Regions from separate parts of the Mus musculus genome. Here region 2 is linked to region 1. A link is a contact called in public promoter capture Hi-C data. All regions are on one chromosome and are shown on one strand. The core of a region is the stretch at or near the end of the contact, and the rest is flanking DNA. Distances in the headings are between cores, read along the strand shown. Region 1 holds the start of Paqr3 (progestin and adipoQ receptor family member III). Region 2 overlaps 4930467D21Rik (RIKEN cDNA 4930467D21 gene).

What was found. Promoter capture Hi-C pulls out the DNA fragments that hold promoters and counts their contacts.
Region 2: a contact with region 1 is called in a promoter capture Hi-C map of hippocampal neurons, with 2.0 times the contacts expected there. The contact joins the enhancer-like site here to the promoter of Paqr3 in region 1. A contact is called at or near these places in 3 of 39 promoter capture datasets (embryonic stem cells, hippocampal neurons and pre-B cells), 1 of 15 datasets of contacts at CTCF or cohesin (pro-B cells), 8 of 484 Hi-C or Micro-C datasets (B cells, the C10 cell line, Sertoli cells and 3 more) and 5 of 115 datasets of contacts at active chromatin or transcription factors (bone marrow-derived dendritic cells and embryonic stem cells).

Annotation. Positions count from the first base shown.
Region 1 is chr5:97,110,287-97,113,405 of GRCm38.p6, forward strand. Paqr3 (progestin and adipoQ receptor family member III) reads right to left here and starts at 1,310. Exons shown (of 7, transcript NM_001359910.1): 1 at 973-1,310. The coding sequence starts at 1,157.
Region 2 is chr5:97,414,203-97,417,514 of GRCm38.p6, forward strand. The region is part of intron 2 of 4930467D21Rik (RIKEN cDNA 4930467D21 gene); the gene reads left to right. Among named protein-coding and RNA genes, the nearest start is that of 4930467D21Rik, 23 kb to the left of the region's middle. Within about 2 kb of position 1,754, at least 25 of the 459 cell types and tissues checked have an H3K27ac peak or open chromatin away from gene starts, as enhancers often do. A contact at or near this core is called in hippocampal neurons and pro-B cells, where this site is marked.

The DNA.
Region 1 (3,119 bases), core at 60-2,559:
AAGGCAGTACAAAAAGAAATGGGATGGGGAAAGACTGTGCTGGAGAGATCAATAAACGCACACGTGGCTGCTAGTTGGGCAATTCAACAGCCCACACTGTGGGAAGCAGAGATGGCCACTCCAGTGACCTGGAGGGCTGCACCATGCTTCTGATAGAGCAAAAACTTTAGTACATACAGTGAGGTCTGACAGAAGACTACCCTGAAAACCAAAGCCATTTTTAAAATTTTCTTTTTAAACAGAAGCTTCTGAGACTCTCATTTTAAAGCTCTAAATCAACAAACCCATGTTGTTTGGAGGCTTCTAAGGTGTTCTGTTGGTCTGGCTGTCCCCTTTCAGAGTTCTTTGCTACAGGGTTTCTCCTACACAGCACTTTCCACAATTACTATTATGTAATAGTGTAATTATCCCTTTAGTGTCTGCCACTCAGGCTAGACCTCAGCAGCTTCATGGGAACGAGGACCATGCCTGCCTTCTGCAACTGGTATAGTGCCTATTAGCTAGCAGAGCCTCAATGCGCATTTGGTAGATGATTGAATGAATCAGGGCTTCCCACATACATATGCACAACAATGTGGACCTGTCTGCTATTGAATGGACATTCAGCTGGCCAACACTTCTGAATCCCCACAGAGCTGCCCTAGAAACACAGCTCAGGTATACAAAGCAAATAAGGTTCGGCCTTTGTCAGTAGGGAAGATTCCAACCCATATCCCCAGTGATTACCAAATGGAAAAAAGGATGTAAAAGCGCTTTGTAAACAGCAAAGGGCCAATGGAGAAGGGAACGATGACCACTGTAAATATCATTGTTATTTCGTGGATCAAGGGCCCGCGGAGGAGAGAGAGCAGAAAAAAGATAAAGGGCCCAAAGGTGAGGAATTGATGCGCACAGAGAATAGCGGAGAAAGATGGGGAGAGCAGACAAAAAGCGTGAGAGGAGAGGATGCGCCGCAGGGAGCAGCCACTGTACCTTTTGATACACAGTCTGGAAGGAAGGTAGGCCCGGTAGCCGTCGGTGATGTAGGGGTTGTCTTTGAGGGATACCGGGATCTGTTCATAGGTGTAGAGGCGGATGCCGCGGGGTACCAGGACCGGCCAGTATTGGTAGCTGCCCAGCTCGATGTAGTGCGCACTCTTCAGCAGCTTCTGATGCATGGTTCCCAGGCGCCGGCCCGGCCCCGCCTCCCCGGGGAGGGGGCTTTGCCGCTGGCGCCCCCGCCCCGGAGCCGCCGCCGCTGAGCCAGGAGCTTCGGCCCGCGTCTGCTCAGGCCCGGCTCCGCTACACACACCTCCGCCGCTTCAGCTCTGGACGGCCGCCGGCGTCGCAGCCTGGTCTGACGTCAGCGCGCCGAAAAGCCCCGCCCTCTCCACGCCCCTCGCCTTGGCGGCCCGCCCTTCCTTCGGGCTTTACCAGCAGGACCCGCCTGCCGCCCCGTCCTTTACCTGGCTGGAGAGCCCCCTAGTTCCTCCTTCGCCAGCCAGTCAACCTCTGGCCCCGCCCTACTGGGTGTCCCGCCCCTAGCCAAACCCTCTTAGCCGGTCCACCGCTAGTCCCGCCCTTCTACCCGGGCCGCCCCTAGTCCCGCCCCCATCCGGCCCGCCCCTAGCCCCGCCCTTCTGCTCTGCCCGCCCCTAGCCCCGCCCCTATCTGGCCCACCCCTAACTCCAATCAGGTCCGCCCATCTCCCTTCAGCTTCAGGTGAAAAATCCAAATCCAAGTACGACCAAATCCAAGTGATTCTTTTTTTTCTGTTTTCCATTAGAAGTGATATTTACTGTATTTTGAATAACAAGAAGAGAGTAACAGAAAGGTAAATAATTCAAGCTAACTTACAGCTGGATGGTGTATTGTTGATGAGATACACACAGAAGGGACCTTGGTGTGGATTTTTTGTTTTTGTTTTGTTTTGTTTGTTTTTGACTACTAGGTACATTAGGATTTTTTATATATTATATTTATTAACAAGTTAAGGTCGTATTTAGGACAAGACACATATCATAGTAATTCATATAAATATCTACCTATATACACTGATACAGCTGTGTGAACTGAGGAATTATTTTATGATGGCAAGGTTAAACTTGAAACTTATCTTTAAAGTACGTTTATAAGAGGTAAGAAATGTGATCATGTCTTCAAGGTGAGTCACTACTGAGTGAGAGTCATCTGGTAATTATCTTTGAGTTCAGGGGAAGACCATGAAAATGTAAATATATATATTAAAAGACCATAAATATTTTATTGTTGGACAGTTTATCAGTCGGGAAAGAGACTCATTCTGGATATCACCAATCGTTTTGTTTTAGTTCAAACTGTCTAACTCAGATTTCTTTCTTTTATAGAATACAATGATACTTTATAAAACTTAATGTTTTTCCATATAATATATCCTGATCACTGCTTTCTTTCCCCCATCTTCTTCCAAATCACTCCTACCTTCTCGCCATTGAAATTCCATGCCCTTTTCCTCTCTCTAGAAAACAGACAGGTAGTTTAAAAATAAAACTATGAAACAAATAAAACAAAGGAAAAGCACAATAAACACAAATGTACAGAGATATGTACACATAGAAGCACACAAATACAGACAACTCTATAAAAAACACAAAATCAGAAACCATAATACAAGCAAAAGATCAACAGATAAAAAAGTCCAGCAATGTGGGACAAAACTTTTTTTTTTGGTAAGGCAAAGGACATTGTCAATGGGACAAAATGGCAGACTGGGCAAAGATCTTCACTAACTCTTCATCAGACAGTGGGCTAATATCCAAAATATATAAATATACAAAGAATTCAAGAAGTTAGACTCCAAAAAAACCAAACCAAAACCAAACAAAACAAAAAAACCAACCAACCAACCAAACAACAACAACAAAACCCAAATAGCCCATTTTTTTAAAAATGAGGTACAGAACTAAACAGAGAATTCTCAACAAAGGAATCTTTGAGTGACTGAGAAGTACTTAATGAAATGTTCAACATCCTTAGTCATTGGGGAAATGCAAATCAAAACGACCCTGAGATTCCACCTCACACCAGTCAGAATGGCTAAAATAAAAAACTCAGGTGACAGCAGATGCTGGTGAGGATGTGGAGAACAGGAAGACTCCTCG
Region 2 (3,312 bases), core at 504-3,003, 300 kb after region 1:
CCGTTTTCTCTTTTTAAAACAGAGGCCCATTTTTCAGCCAGGAAGCTAGACTTGTTCAGAGCTCACAGACTTACCATGCAGGCCCAAGCTGGCCTTGACACTACAGCCATTCTCCTACCCCAGCTTCCTCGGTGCTAGGATTATAGGTGTAAGCCACCACTCCCAGGCCAACAGGATCTTTTCCTAAATGTACTAGATTTAGACTAGAGAGAACAGATGCGGGATCTCTTCAAAATAAGCCAGTAACTTACCCTGCAAAATAATAGAATCAAGAAAAAATGACTCAAAAGCTATCTAAAATGCCTTCTGTCCCACCTCAGGAATGGTGCCGCAGGACTTCAGTCCCAGCACTCAGGAGGCAGAGGCATGGCACCTAAGGCTGCATTTTGAGGCCCTGTTTTTTGTTTTTGTTTTGTTTTGTTTTTAAAAGCCTCTGTCTAAGAGAAAGTCAGCTATAGCAGAAGAACATGTCATGTAACCACAAAAATACGCCCGCTCGGTGTTAATTATATTTTCTTGCATAAATGTATTCGTATGTATGATTTACACATGCACACATACTCATGGTGTTTCTAGATGTAAGAGATTATACAGGTTTAAGTAGTAAACTTGGGGGGTTAGAAATATTAAATAGCATTTGGACTTTTGAGGATTTAGGGACTTCTCCATCTTTGAATTTCTTTATGTGAAAATAGATGAGTGCTTTGAGGTAGAAACTGGACTTGTATACCTTCAGCTACATTTTCTTAGCCTGGCCTTTTTACCTTGAAACATAAGTGAGAGATGTATGCATATAGGTTTCAGTAATCTGGGTAGAAGGAAAGTTTCCCTATGTTGCATTTTATATTCCATATTTTAAGCAATACACAATAAGTGTTTGTGTTGCTCTTACAGTATTTGAAACATTCATTTTTATTAATGTTTAATATTAAAAGAAAATACTAGTCTTGATGAGAAATAAAGATAAGTTGTTGAGGTCAAAATGCCTGTTGTACTCTTCTAAATATATCACATTTGTTACATACCATGACCATGAGGCAGTAGACAGGTTAGTCAGGATTGCTATTATAGAATCACTTGTAGGAGACATATTTCTATGCATTATCACAAATAATTGATTTTGTTAAGAATAATGAATGTGTGTGTGTGTGTGTGTGTGTTTCCAGAGACAGTGTCTCCCTGCTCTAGCTGACATGGAATATATCTGGTCAGGAACTTGCTTTATAGACCAGGCTGGTCTTGAACTCTGAGATTTCTTCATGCTCTATGTATGTGTAGATAGATAGATAGATAGATAGATAGATAGATAGATAGATAGATAGACATCTGGTCAGGAACTTGCTTTATAGACCAGGCTGGCCTTGAACTCTGAGATTTCTTCATGCTCTATGTATGTGTAGATAGATAGATAGATAGATAGATAGATAGATAGATAGATAGGTAGGTAGGTAGATAGGTAGATAGGTAGATAGGTAGATAGGTAGATAGATAGATAGATAGATAGATAGATAGATAGATAGATGCACACACACACACATTAATCCCCCGGTATATATGGCACTCAGTTTTTTGAGAAACTATATGAAAACAGGGATACATCTTAGTATGTACTCCTCCCATGAAATCCTACATGGATCCCTAGACCCATACTTGCTGCACTGTATTTTCTCAGCTCCAGTGGAGCAGAGCAAGTATCTAGCAAGCTCAGTGTCGCTGTGGGATCGGCCCCACGTGACTATGTGTGGGATCAGCATGATCGGCTGTCACTGGTTTCACTGACATCTGTCCCCACAGTGAGACAAGCTGCAACATGAATTATTGAAGACATACACATGCAGATCTGTGTCACGACTATGCCAAATAATACATTTTGCCACACTCTTGAGAGCTGAAAAGAGGCATGGTTGACATCATCCTTAACCCCTCTGACAATCTGCTACCACAGTACCGATTAAAATGAAACTCATGGCTATGGCACTCTGTGACAGGCTGCATCTCAGATACACATGAAAACACCCCACCCCTTAGAGAGCTTTTATCTTCCCCATTTTAGCAGCTATTTGCCACGTGCTTTGAATATGCTCACTTTAAAAAGTCTTTCTTGCACTAGATCATTAATATCCCATATTTAAATGATAAAAACAAATAATCGCATTTGTACAGTGACTTGAGTTTTGCAGTACAGTGTACATTATGTTATCTAGGAAGTCTCTGTAATTAGAGTATCTTGGAGCAGCTCATAAAATTACAAATATTTAGGTCAATAATATCTTTTTAAGTTGTGGCAGAGCTTAGACAATGTGCTTAATAGTCTTACTAGTTAGGAAGTATTTACTATTTAAGGATCTGTCTTTTGAATACTTTGTGCTGTATATATGAGCTGCCATAGAATAATGGCCCCCAATTCACTCCACTATGCATATAGGACCCAGTTATTTCTGGTGCAGGTATTCTTACATGTGTGTAAGAATATATCTGTATTAACACTTAGATGGCATATATTTAAACTCATATAGCAAATTACTTTTCTACTACTAATGGTGCCACGTTATAAATTTCCCAGATATAAGCTGTCTGGCCTTAAGGAAGCTGCTCACCCTCTCCCTGTCTCAGTTTTACCATTATGAGAGCATAACACGCTTGCCTATTAAGTGGCACTGCCTCATAGACAGAATGAAGCACTATTAGTTTGACAAATTCAGAGCTGGAGTGCCTGCTCCCTGTATCAGGCATTAACAGCAGCCAATAGCTGTTATAATGCCTTGTTTGCCTGTTACAGTGGCAAGGTCTCCTTGAAAAAAAACAAAGCAAGAAGATTTTTCTAGCACTGTTTCTCCCTTGCTATCCCCACCCCCACCCCCCACTTTTTCTTTTTAATTCTCACTTGGGGTCAGTCACATGGTGGCTGTGACTTTTAGAAATACATTTATGGTAAGGTGCTGGGAAGGAAGTTGAGCGACCCTTTCCTATGTACTCTCAAGATTCAGCACTTGTTGAGAATGGGCCAACTAGCTGCTTCAGTCCTGTGAGTTGTCTTTAAGATTTTGTTGTTGATAGTAAATGCCCGGGAGGTCAGAACCCTGCCCAGAGCAGTGGGAGTGTCTGTTTGGTGCCCTAGAGGATCTTCTTCAGAATGCATTCATTGCACAGCACAGGCAGGTCTCCTTGGACCCACCTTGCACCACCTTGTGGGGACAGGAAAGCGCAGAAGCTCATGCTCTGGCTCTTAGAGACTTTGTCTCTGACCAAGGAGTCTTAAGTCTACACAATCTACTGTGGTCTACCATGTAAGATTGCCAGTCCTGTGACATC